Linked DNA regions of Nomascus leucogenys: region 1 is linked to region 2. The links are chromatin contacts, called in public Hi-C maps. All regions are on one chromosome and are shown on one strand. Each heading gives the region's core, a stretch centred on a gene start, on an enhancer-like site or on the middle of the called end of the contact. The rest is flanking DNA. Distances are from core to core; before and after follow the strand shown.

Region 1 (5,515 bases), core at 1,032-3,531, 250 kb before region 2:
GGGTGCACTTTTTTTTCTATTTCTTTCTTTTTTCTTTTTTTTTGGGGGGGTCCCCAGAGACTCATGAAACCCTGCAGTGATCTCCGTGTTCTGTGTAAGGCGGGAAATGGCCTGGCCTTTCGCACCATTCAGGGTGGGGCGGAGGGGATGCGGGAGGGGGTGTTATGAGCCAACACTCTGGGGCACCACTACCTCATTTTTTTCCCTCTCTCTCTTTTCTCTATTTTAACCACTGGCAGAGACAGACAGAGAGGACGCCAGAGAAAGACAGACTGAAGGGGAAAGAAAGGGGCGAGATGGCGAGCCAGACGGAGTTCGCAGAACCACACTATTCTCTCTGGTGACTTCAGGGAATTCTCAACGCTGGCGCCAAGCTCTCTTAACCATGTGCGTCAAAAATGCGAGGCTGGAGAAGCTTGTCGCCTCAAAAGGTCCTCCCCTATCTCAGCGTGGTTGGCCCACAAGATCACTTCATTTTCACCCTTCCCTTGCTGCCACGTTGGGGTTTCAGGGTTGCTGAGGGTTGCGGGGGTGCACAAGGCAAAATGCGACAGAGGCCTGTGCTGGCCTACAGAGACACACACATCCAAAGCCCTGGGTCTCTTAAACCCCTAAGCCCCCAGATCAGCCGTTTCTCCGTTCCCGTTCCATCGAAGAAGGTTTCATCGCAGGAAAGATAAAAGAACATTGTTTTCAAGATTTCCCTCCATCTAAGCAAGGATAGTCCAAGTCATTGGCCCCCAAAATCAAGAACTGTGGGCTTAGGCGAATCCTCTGACCCCGACCGGGCGCTGCGGTAACAGAGTTAGTAATTCGGCGATTGGTAAGATCCGGTCGTTTCGCTCCCGTCAGCCTAAGAGGAGGCCCCCACCCTACCCGTACTAAAAACAGTCATCTCGCCTCTGAGGTGGGGGCGTTTCACGGTTTGTTTTACAAATTCACCCTCCCTCCCCGACTTCTGACCAGATAAGTCCCCGGGGTGGAGAAAGAACTGAGGCACCGAGAGATAAGTGCGATGCCTAGAGAAGATAACCAGGCTGGCGCACCTCCCCCAACCCACTCGCCCACCCCTTACCCTCTGCTGTGCACCCAGCCGGGCCTCGAAGTGAGGGCAGCGGCTTGGAGGGGACAGGCTCAGAACCCAGTCTCTCGCTGTGCTCGCTTTGTCCAGATCCTCCATTCTCTTCTCTACACCCACACCCACATCCAGGTGGAATATGGGGGCCCGCATGCAAATGAAAGACGAGATCCAAAAGGGCTGGTAAATGCATTTCATAAAAATCCCAAGTCCATCTTCCCCAGGAGCTCAGGCATGGCCAGCCGCGCAGGCTGTGTACGTGTTTGTGTGTACGTGTTTTTCGGTGTATGGTTCAGTTCCAGTGTGTTGGCGCGTGTTCGAGTACAGATGCACCGGGGGTGTTTGGGTCTCCGCACATGGCTGCGGGTGGGGCACAGTGGAGAGGAAGCCCACACATGCGTGTGCTGAGATGTGGCCGCATCTGCGTGCTCCCCCAGCCCAGATGCAGGGGAGACCAGCACCGAGACACCCGAGCACGGGAGCCCTTTAGCGGCGGCCGGGCGGAGCTTGGCTCCACGTGGGGCTGGAGAGCACGCAAGCCTGGAGTCTCGGCGCTCGCCTCTCCGCTGCCGCCGGCTTTTGTAGAACCGAGTGGCCGGATGGCAGCTCGCGGGGAGGCTCGGCCACCCGCCCGGCTCACCCGGGGCCGGGAGAAGAAGGAGAGCTGGAGAGAGAACCGGCCGCGGCGGTCGGAGAGGCGAGCGGAGTGCAAGAGAGGCGAGCGCCCCTGCTCGGCGCCCGGGCGCGCTCTCCGCCTTCCCCGCCTGGCTCGCCTGCTCGCTGGCTCCCTCCCTCTCTCCCTCCCCCTTCCTCCTTGGCCCTGCCTCCTCCCTCGATCCCCGGCTGGATGACTGAGGCATTTCAGACGTGGGCTGAACCAGAGCGAGCGAGCTCAGGGGCTGCAGCGATCTCTCGATAAGCCACCTAGAGGCGACTCTGTGCGCGCGCTCCCCAGTGGCTCCCGCCCTCCCTCTGATCATGTTGACATATTCACAGGACAGGCAGTAGTACCGATGCGGCGCTGCGACGTTACAGTTTCCGACACCTTCTTTTTATAACTCAGCTCTATCCCCCAGCACTCGACCTGTGAAAACCACGCCTATGCAGCAACACAATTGGTCCGAAAGCGTCAAAGAGCCAATCAAGAGGCCTCCGGCTCTCCGCAGCAAACAGCGCAGCCCGACCTTCTAGAGCCGCCGAGCAGACGCCCGGTGAATTCTAGAGGCGGCGGAGGGTGGCGAGGAGCTCTCGCTTTCTCTCGCTCCCTCCCTCTCCGACTCCGTCTCTCTCTTTCTCTCTCTACCCCCCTCTCTCTTTCCCTCCGTTCCTTTTTTTCCCCCTCTAAATCCTCCCTGCCCTGCGCGGCTGGACACAGATTTAGGAAGCGAATTCGCTAACGTTTTAGGACAAGGAAGAGAGAGAGGCACGGGAGAAGAGCCCAGCAAGATTTGGATTGAAATCGAGACACCCTCCGGAGGCTCGGAGCAGAGGAAGGAGGAGGAGGGCGAACGGAAGCCAGTTTGCAGTTCAAGTTTTGATAGAGCTGGTAGAAGGGGGTTTAAATCAGATTCTTTTTTTAAAAGGAGAGAGACTTTTTCCGCTCTCTCGCTCCCTGTTAAAGCCGGGTCTAGCACAGCTGCAGACGCCACCAGCAAGAAAGAGGGAGAGGAAGAGAGATAGGGGGCGGGGGAAGAAGAAAAAGAAAGGTAAAAAGTCTTCTAGGAGAACCTTTCACATTTCCAACAAAAGACCTAGGGACTGGAGAAAGATTCCTGGGACGCAGGGCTGGAGTGTCTATTTCGAGCTCAGCGGCAGGGCTCGGACGCGAGTCGAGACCCTGCTCGCTCCTCTCGCTTCTGAAACCGACTTTCAGGAGCGGCTTTTTAAAAACGCAAGGCACAAGGACGGTCACCCGCACGACTATGTTTGCTGATTTTTCGCCTTGCCCTCTTTAAAAGCGGCCTCTCATTCCCCAAAAGACAATTTCCCTCCTCCCTTTGAAGTGCATTAGTTGTGATTTCTGCCTCCTTTTCTTTTTTCTTTCTTTTTTGTTTTGCTTTTTCCCCCCTTTTGAACTATGTGCTGCTGTTAAACAACAACAAAAAAAACAACAAAACACAGCAGCTGCGGACTTGTTCCCGGCTGGAGCCCAGCGCCCCGCCTGGAGTGGATGAGCTTCTCCATGAGAGATCCGGTCATTCCTGGGACAAGCATGGCCTACCATCCGTTCCTACCTCACCGGGCGCCGGACTTCGCCATGAGCGCGGTGCTGGGTCACCAGCCGCCGTTCTTCCCCGCGCTGACGCTGCCTCCCAACGGCGCGGCGGCGCTCTCGCTGCCGGGCGCCCTGGCCAAGCCGATCATGGATCAATTGGTGGGGGCGGCCGAGACCGGCATCCCGTTCTCCTCCCTGGGGCCCCAGGCGCATCTGAGGCCTTTGAAGACCATGGAGCCCGAAGAAGAGGTGGAGGACGACCCCAAGGTGCACCTGGAGGCTAAAGAACTTTGGGATCAGTTTCACAAGCGGGGCACCGAGATGGTCATTACCAAGTCGGGAAGGTAAGCAGTGGGGGCCTCCTCCCCTAAGCTGTTGGAGAGTTTTTTCCTCCCTTTATTTCTCTACTCCCAGAACAGTCGGTTGGTCGGTTATTACGGCTTGGACGAAAAGTTAGTTCCCCTAGAAATGTATGCACAGACTTCCAGGCCCTGCCCCAGTGGCAGGAAATTTCAGCTTACCTGGGCATCTGCATGGGTCTTACATTTGGTCTGCATCCTGGGTTCCCTCCCGAACAGACAGAATTTTTCAGTGGAGCGTAGACATCCCTGCAGGGAGCAGAAAAGAAAAAAAAAAAAAGGCACTGTACTGCAAGAAACTCACTCTTCAAACCCTCCTGGAACATCCTTATTTCTTTGTTGATGTTGTGTTGTCTGTTTTATTTTGTTCTCAGAGAGAAAAACTAAAAGCCCTTTCCTTTTGTGTGAGTAGCGGGGGGCCTGACACCATTCCCGGCCCTTTCTGCCCTCCAGTCTAGCCTCTGGGTCTAAAGGGGCCTGCTGCTGCCCTGGTCAGAGAGAAATCGAAGGGCATTTTGGTTTGTTTGCCCACACTACTTCACGTGTCTGTAACCCAAGGGCGAGTTCAGCAGGCAATTTTGCATAATTTAAGATTATGTTTGCAGACTTAAGGAGCCAGTGAGGAGACACACACTGCTTTTTTAATGTGTCAATATTATCAACCATATTTTACATAATGTTTAAAGGTCCTTGCCTGACCAAAACCTGCCTGGAAGAGAAGATCCTGTAACAGTCATTTAAAATCACTGATTTTTTTTAATAGCATTGAAGCCTGTAAAGGCATAAAGTTGATATAAAAATAAAATTCCCTTCATGATATCTTAAGCGTTCTGTCTCCTTCCAAGCTAAACGAGGCCAAAGTTTGGCATAAAATCCTCCTCAAACTCACAAGACATTTAGTCAGTTTTCCAGCAAAGTGCTTCGTTGCTTCCTTTTAAGTCAAGACTACAGAATGCCAACCCTTCTGTGAAATTAACAGCAATGTGGTGGCACAGTCTTGCAGTTTTGGACTGGCCTAGGAAGTGGGGGAATGTGTTAGCAGCTCCATGGGCAGATCGGTTATCAGGCCCGGGAGTGCACCGAAGTCTGCAAAATTCGTTCTGGGAACTCACTGAAGTCCAGTTTCACTTCGCCCACAGCGGGATTGCTATTCCGCAGCAGGGAGGGGTGCAACTTGACGTTCATTTCCTTGATAAGTTTAACATTTTCTCATCAATGGGTGGTGGAAAATTCTAGTCTTAACTGACCATGCTTTACAAAAATCTTACCCCAACCTGTTTAGAACTAGATACCCACAGAAAAAGACATGGGCAAGAATTTGCTATCAGGAGGGCAATCTGTAAAGTCAAGCAAGGAAAAAAAAATACTGAAGAAATTGTTAGACAATGTAGAGAAATGCAGTGCCACAATGCATTTGTTTTGAACCTTGGGACGTCTAAATATGGCAAAACTGAGAATATTTAATACATTAATTGTGGAAGAAAACGATTTTGCAGCCAGTTGCCTCACTCTGAAACATATAAGCTTATCAGTCACAGTAGAAAGTCTTAAACTTGGTTTCAATATTATATGATACATAGGAAATCAAACCCAAGATTATGGGTGGTTTATCTTTCTTTTTCTTTTCTATTTTTTCCTCTGATAGGCGAATGTTTCCTCCATTTAAAGTGAGATGTTCTGGGCTGGATAAAAAAGCCAAATATATTTTATTGATGGACATTATAGCTGCTGATGACTGTCGTTATAAATTTCACAATTCTCGGTGGATGGTGGCTGGTAAGGCCGACCCTGAAATGCCAAAGAGGATGTACATTCACCCGGACAGCCCCGCTACTGGGGAACAGTGGATGTCCAAAGTCGTCA
Region 2 (5,909 bases), core at 1,355-3,854:
TTGAGGGAGGAGGTATCCAGACAGGCCCCCCACCTTCACCCCAGACCTAGACATATTAGTTCGAGTCTCTCTCTTGCAGGGTTACAGAGCTGGAATGCCCTATGTTTCCTCCCCCTACCCCAAACATTTTGGGAGACCTATCAGTGGGTTTTGACCTGCAGGATGGTTGAAGTTCTTAGGCTCAATGTGACCCTGGGGGGACTCCATGGTCTCCCAGATGGGACCCTCACCTTTCTAGGCTAGGCACTTGCCGAACTGGAGGAGATAAGAACAGTGGCATCCTTGTGTCCAAGCACCACTCGCTTCCACCTTTCTGCTCTTTGAAGTGTGTAAATTTTTAGCATTGGGATCCTTCTCAGCTGGGCCTCGAAATGACATCCCCTCTTCCAGTTCTCATTTCATTACCCTGAACAGGAAAAACAAAAAACAAAAACAAAGAAAAACCCAACCACCACCACTACCACAAAAAACCCTCACCCTCCAAACTTGGAGAGTAAAGAGGGCGATTATCATCTAAAGCACACGACGCAACACTAACATGAATGAAGAGAGCAGCAATAATAATTCTTGGTGGAAATATTGGAGGAGAGTATTGGATACTCCATAATCATAATAATAACAGCCAGTATTCTTCCCACATACTTCCGGTCAAAAGTGGGGAAACCAGAAACCGAATAAAACATTGGGAAGAGACATACTGTGTTCCTGGAAAAAATATAACTGAGCCAGATTTAACTGGGTGAGAGGGAAAGTGGCCCCCTTGAGAAACCAGGGAATGTCTCACCCTCAGACCGACCCTTTCTTTTGCAAATTGAATTGGTCAAAGTTTATTTTTGTCATCATTTCTATTGTTGTAATTCTTATTCATTTTCCCAGCCCCGTCCACACTTCTATTTTTCACCACCCCCACACCCCCAAGTTGCCACCGGGTCAGGTGGGGACATATGGGGACAGAAATAGAAGGGGATGCATTTTAAAGCGAGTTCTCTTTTGAGAGGAAAACAATGGGTAGTTTTGGAAGTGTCTTTCTTAAAAACGGAAGGAGAAAGCGAAGAAAAAAGTTATCAACAGCAATGGGCCCCTTTGGTTTGGGTTTTGACTTTTTAAAGAGGAACCTCTGCTGTCCTGTTGCAGTATTAAAATCAGAGCAGGAATTTTGCAAAATGAGAAAAATAAACTTCGGGAGGAAACCCAGCTGGGAGCAGGTTCGGGAAAGCGACAGTTCTCCGAAAGGCGGAAGGGAGGATGCGCGCTGTAGCCGGCTCCGGAGTTTACTGCCCAAACGCTTAGGGAAAAGAACGAGGATTCTCAAATCTAGTTGCGATCTCTCGTCTCTCCTTTATTCTGTTCGTGGTGCGGGCTTCGGAACGTCTGGGAAAGCCAGTATGTGAAGCTGGACTTGCAGAATCCTTTGAATGCCGGTCCAGGTGGCTGCAAGGCCCGCGGTCCGGGATGCCAGAGAAAGGAACCACACGGAAAAGACGCTACGCTCGGAGTTTCGCCTTTTCCTTGCAGCCCCAGCGGGGCCTAGGCCTCGGTTTCCGGCCCACCTCGGCTCAGAGGTCAAGTAGGAACTCATCTCGTCGAACTAGGGTTTGGGAGAAGGATTTCGGGTTGCGTTCTTGGCATCTGGGAGCAAACACGAGCCTCGGATTTGGGGACATATCGTTATTAACAACTTGGGAAACGAAAGCGAAGCTTGGGGCAGCCACTGCAGCCTGGCTGAGAGAAAGGACGCGGGTTGTGCTCTCTGGAAGCAAAGGGGTCTGCAGCCCAGCTGGCCTGGGAGCTTGTGGCCGGCGCTGGAAGCTGCCCGCTCTCCCCGCGGGCCTGACCTTGGCTCCCGCCGCAGCTCTGCCGGCCGACTGCCTCCCTGCACATTTTGCTGCCGTTCCAGGCCCGACAAGACTGGAGCCAGGCCACGCTTCGGAAAGCCCTGGGGGTTGGGGACGCGCAAAACCCAGAATCGAACTCCGAAGCTGAGGGCAAGCCCAGATTCAGACGTCCAGCTCCCTCGGGACCCCTTGGCGGAGAACTTACCCTTCCGGAAGGCCCGACGCTCTCCGGCTCTGTGCTGGGCAGGCCTAGCTCTTCTCTCGGCGCCACCAGGGGCGTCTACGCGGTACGTTTTGCAACTCAACCTAGTGGGTTTCCAGCGGTGCGCAAAAGTTTGCGCGCATCCACCACTGCGCTGCTTAGAAATTGTGCCCATTGATCAGACTAAAAATAATAGTCGTCGTGATTACAAAACAAAATAGAGTGCCTCGTGCCTCGGCGGGCCCTGGTGCAATAATTATTCTTTACAGAAATCACCTCTCTCCACTCCCACCCCTACTCCACCACCCACTCGCACCCCGCCCCTGCCGGGCCACTCTGGGACGAATTGCGTTCTTGGACCTTTCTCTCAGCAAGACACATTACGGAGAACTCCCTCTGTCTCGTGTCCCCTCCACGACAACCCAGTAATTATTTCTATGCAAGTCTGCAAGAGGGCACTGAGTTATCGCATTCCAAGCCTAACCAGCTAGAGCGGCGCCTCGATATTCATTTGCCAAGAGCTCCTCCGCGGGGGATTTTTTTTTTTTTTAATAATAAGTATCCCCTGCCTTATGCACGAGACCTCAGTCGCCCGGAACAACTCGATTTCCTTCCAATAGAGGTCTGAGGTGGACTCCCACCTCCCTTCGTGAAGAGTTCCCTCCTCTCCCCCTTCCTAAGAAAGTCGATCTTGGCTCTATTTGTGTCTTATGTTCATCACCATCATTTCTCCGGAGAAAGCCGGGTTGGTTTATGTCTTTATTTATTCCCGGGGCCGAGACGTCCGGGACTTGTGGCTGCGCAGACCCGGCACTGATGGGCGAAGACGGAGAGAAATTAACCTCTCGCCGCTTCCCCTCAGGCAAACGTGACAGCGCGCGGGCCGGTTGCGTGACTCGTGACGTCTCCAAGTCCTATAGGTGCAGCGGCTGGTAAGATAGTCGCTATCGCCTGGTTGCCTCTTTATTTTACTGGGGTATGCCTGGTAATAAACAGTAATATTTAATTTGTTGGAGACCACAAACCAACTTTGAGCTGGGAGGTACGTGCTCTTCTTGACAGACGTTGGAAGAAGACCTGGCCTAAAGAGGTCTCTTTTGGTGGTCCCTCTCAAAGTCTTCACCTGAGCCCTCCTCTCCAGCGAGGCGCACTCCTGGCTTTTGCGCTACGAAGAAGAGGTGGGATAGCTGGAGGTGAGTTTCGCCCTGGAGGACTAAGGGGGGAAATAGGTTTCTCTTTGCAGTTGGCCCTGCTTGGCTTTTCACCCCGTCTTGGTCTTGCTGAATCTTTCCTTGCTGTGCTGCTACTTTTCATGAATGAAATAAGAATGGCTTCGTGTGTCACCTGGCAAGAATGGATTCTCTGGAAAGGTTTGAAAATCCCTATTTTGCTTGGTGGCCCAGACCATCTGTGCTCAATGAACTAAGCAAATCTGGCTGGGCTATTACCTGGGAGAGTCCAGATTTTTCCTCTCTAGAGGGGCCTGAAGATTATTTATGGGAATTAATTTTATCCCCAAATCTCTGAGAACTTAAAGGGATTGGGAAGGTCTTTCTGAATTTCCCTTTCCCTCTACCGGAGATGTAGCAGTTCAGCCTCCTTCCGATGCCATGTTTGTTTTTTGTGTCTTCGGCCTAAGGTCGCCTTGTTAGCAAGCCCAAAGGCCTCCAAGCTGACCTGGAGGGTGAGGGTGTTTTCACAAATAAATAAATCGCCTGGGCAAAGATCTGTTTGCAAACAAACCTGGAAGGTGGAGTGAGCACCATAGCAAAGGAGGGCTGGCTTTCTCCCTGGTTGCCCCATATTTAGGGTTGGAGATTCTCCACTTTATCATTTTGCAGCAATGGCCTGGCCTGGGATTTTAGCAGAACAGCCACGGAGGGTTACACAGCTGCTGATCTCGGGACATTTCTCCTCCCTCCATCCCTTTCTCCAGACCTTGACTTGCAGGCCCAAGTCTCTTATCAGAACCCTAAAAAAATCAGGATGATGGGGGTACAGGAGGTAAGGATGGGAAACAGAACAGGACTCCTGACATTTACTCCAAGCACCAATATTTGGTGTCCCAATCTGGGTCTGCTCAGACTGAGACCTACTGACTGTGTTTATGCTTTTATTGACCTCTTCAACTCACCCTAAAAAAAAAAAAAAAAAAAAAAAAAAAAAAATTTCAGAGAGGGGAAGGGCAAGGAGAGGAGACCAGTGGAGATGAAAACCCTAGCCAGTCCCCAGTGACTGTTTGATTATTTTAATAAAACTGGGCACTGCCTTGTGTACACCTGGAGCAGGGGAGGTCTGGTGGCCCTACTGGGTGGGGGGTGGGGGCCCGCAGCGATTTCTTAGCATCTTTGATCTCGGCCCCCATCCCAATGCACCTTTACCCTGCCTTCACCCCAGAGTCGTTGAGAGTAGGGGTGATGAGTAGGGGGTGGAGGGGAGATGTCAGGAAGGCGAGCGCCGGCCAGGCGGGGTCAGGCAGCTCTCCTTCTCGAGGTCAGCGTTGGAGAGAATGTCTGCAAGGCTGCGGAGGCCCGCGGTGTGTTTGTGTGTGTGCGTCCAGACTCGGTTCTCTGCACCGCCAGCGTCACTGAGATTACTTCCCGGTTAGAAGCCGACCGCGTTTGAAATGATTTGTGCAGGAGTTTTTGCAGCCACCGCTTGCTCAGAGAAGCAGAGATGGATGGAGGTTGGGAAAGGGGTAGAGAGGAGGGAGTTATTGCAGGTCTGGGTTGAGAGTCGTATTGTGATTCGAGTGTTCGGGAAATCTAGTGGAAAAGTTGGGGGGGGAAGGGAGGACGGGAGGGTGGGAGGGAGAGAGAAGGGGGAGGGCGGCAGAGTGCAGTGGGAGCTAGTTGGATAGGCGATTTCAGTACTTTGTGAGCATCGAGGCAACCCAACGTCACTGTGCTCAGCTGAGTTGGCTTGTATTTCAGAGAGAGAGAGAGAGAGAGAGAGAGAGAGACTGACTCTTACCTCGAATTCGGGAACTTTAATCCTGAAGCTGCGCTCAGAAAGGACTTCGACCATTCACTGGGCTCCCAACTTTCCCTCCCTGGGGGTGTAAAGGAGGAGCGGGGCACTGAGATTATATGGTCCAGTGCTCTTGGAGGCTATTTTGTGTTCTTTGGCGCTTGCCAACTGGGAAGTATTTAGGGAGAGCAAGCGCACAGCGGAGGAGGTGTGTGTTGGCGGTGGGCAGTCGCCGCGGAGGCTCCAGCGGTAGGTGCGCCCTGGTAGGCGGCAGTAGCCGCTATTCTGGGTAAGCAGTAAACCCCGCATAAACCCCGGAGCCACCATGCCTGCTCCCCCGCCTCGCCGCCGGCTTCCCTGCTAGGAGCAGCAGAGGATGTGGTGAATGCACCGGCTTCACCGAACGAGGTAACCGTCCCGGCAGATGGCCCGGGAGGCTCAGGAGGGAGCTCGTCGGCCGAGTCGGCTGGGGCAGCGGGAATGGCGGATTCCAGCCCGGCTTTGCATTCTGCAGAGCGCAGCTTGGAGAGATTTTGCGCGGCTCGGAGCTCCCCGGCCAATGGAGTCCGGGAGGCCGCCGCGGCTGGCGGAGCGGCATTGAGGTTTGCAGAAGCACGGCCTGGTTCTGTCAAACCGCATCTTGTTCGCCTCCGCCAGCCCGGAGCTCCCCGGGACCCTGGCGAGGACGCGGGGTAGGATTCTCCCGGCGGCCGGCAGTGAATGGGAGCGCGTATGGGGGCGCCAGCCCTGCTTTCTTTTGTTGTGAGTAGGCTGCGGGGCTCCAGTCGCCGCCTCCCTGAAGCCCCGAGAAAGAGGCGAAGAAAGCTGCTTGCAAGTCAGGCCTCAGAAGCTGTCCTTCTCCTCGGCCCCATTTCTAGATCTCTGGCCACTGCAGATCAGGG

What was found. A called contact is a pair of places that touch in the nucleus more often than the background predicts.
Region 1: a contact with region 2 is called in a Hi-C map of a lymphoblastoid cell line, with 5 times the contacts expected there. The contact joins the promoter of TBX3 here to the promoter of TBX5 in region 2. A contact is called at or near these places in 2 of 4 Hi-C or Micro-C datasets (a lymphoblastoid cell line and an unstated tissue).

What each region holds. Positions count from the first base shown.
Region 1 is chr10:81,842,801-81,848,315 of Asia_NLE_v1, reverse strand. It overlaps TBX3 (T-box transcription factor TBX3), which reads left to right and starts at 2,281. Exons shown (of 8, transcript XM_003274433.4): 1 at 2,281-3,637; 2 at 5,298-5,515. The coding sequence starts at 3,249.
Region 2 is chr10:81,589,081-81,594,989 of Asia_NLE_v1, reverse strand. It overlaps TBX5 (T-box transcription factor TBX5), which reads left to right and starts at 2,604. Exons shown (of 9, transcript XM_030821939.1): 1 at 2,604-3,230.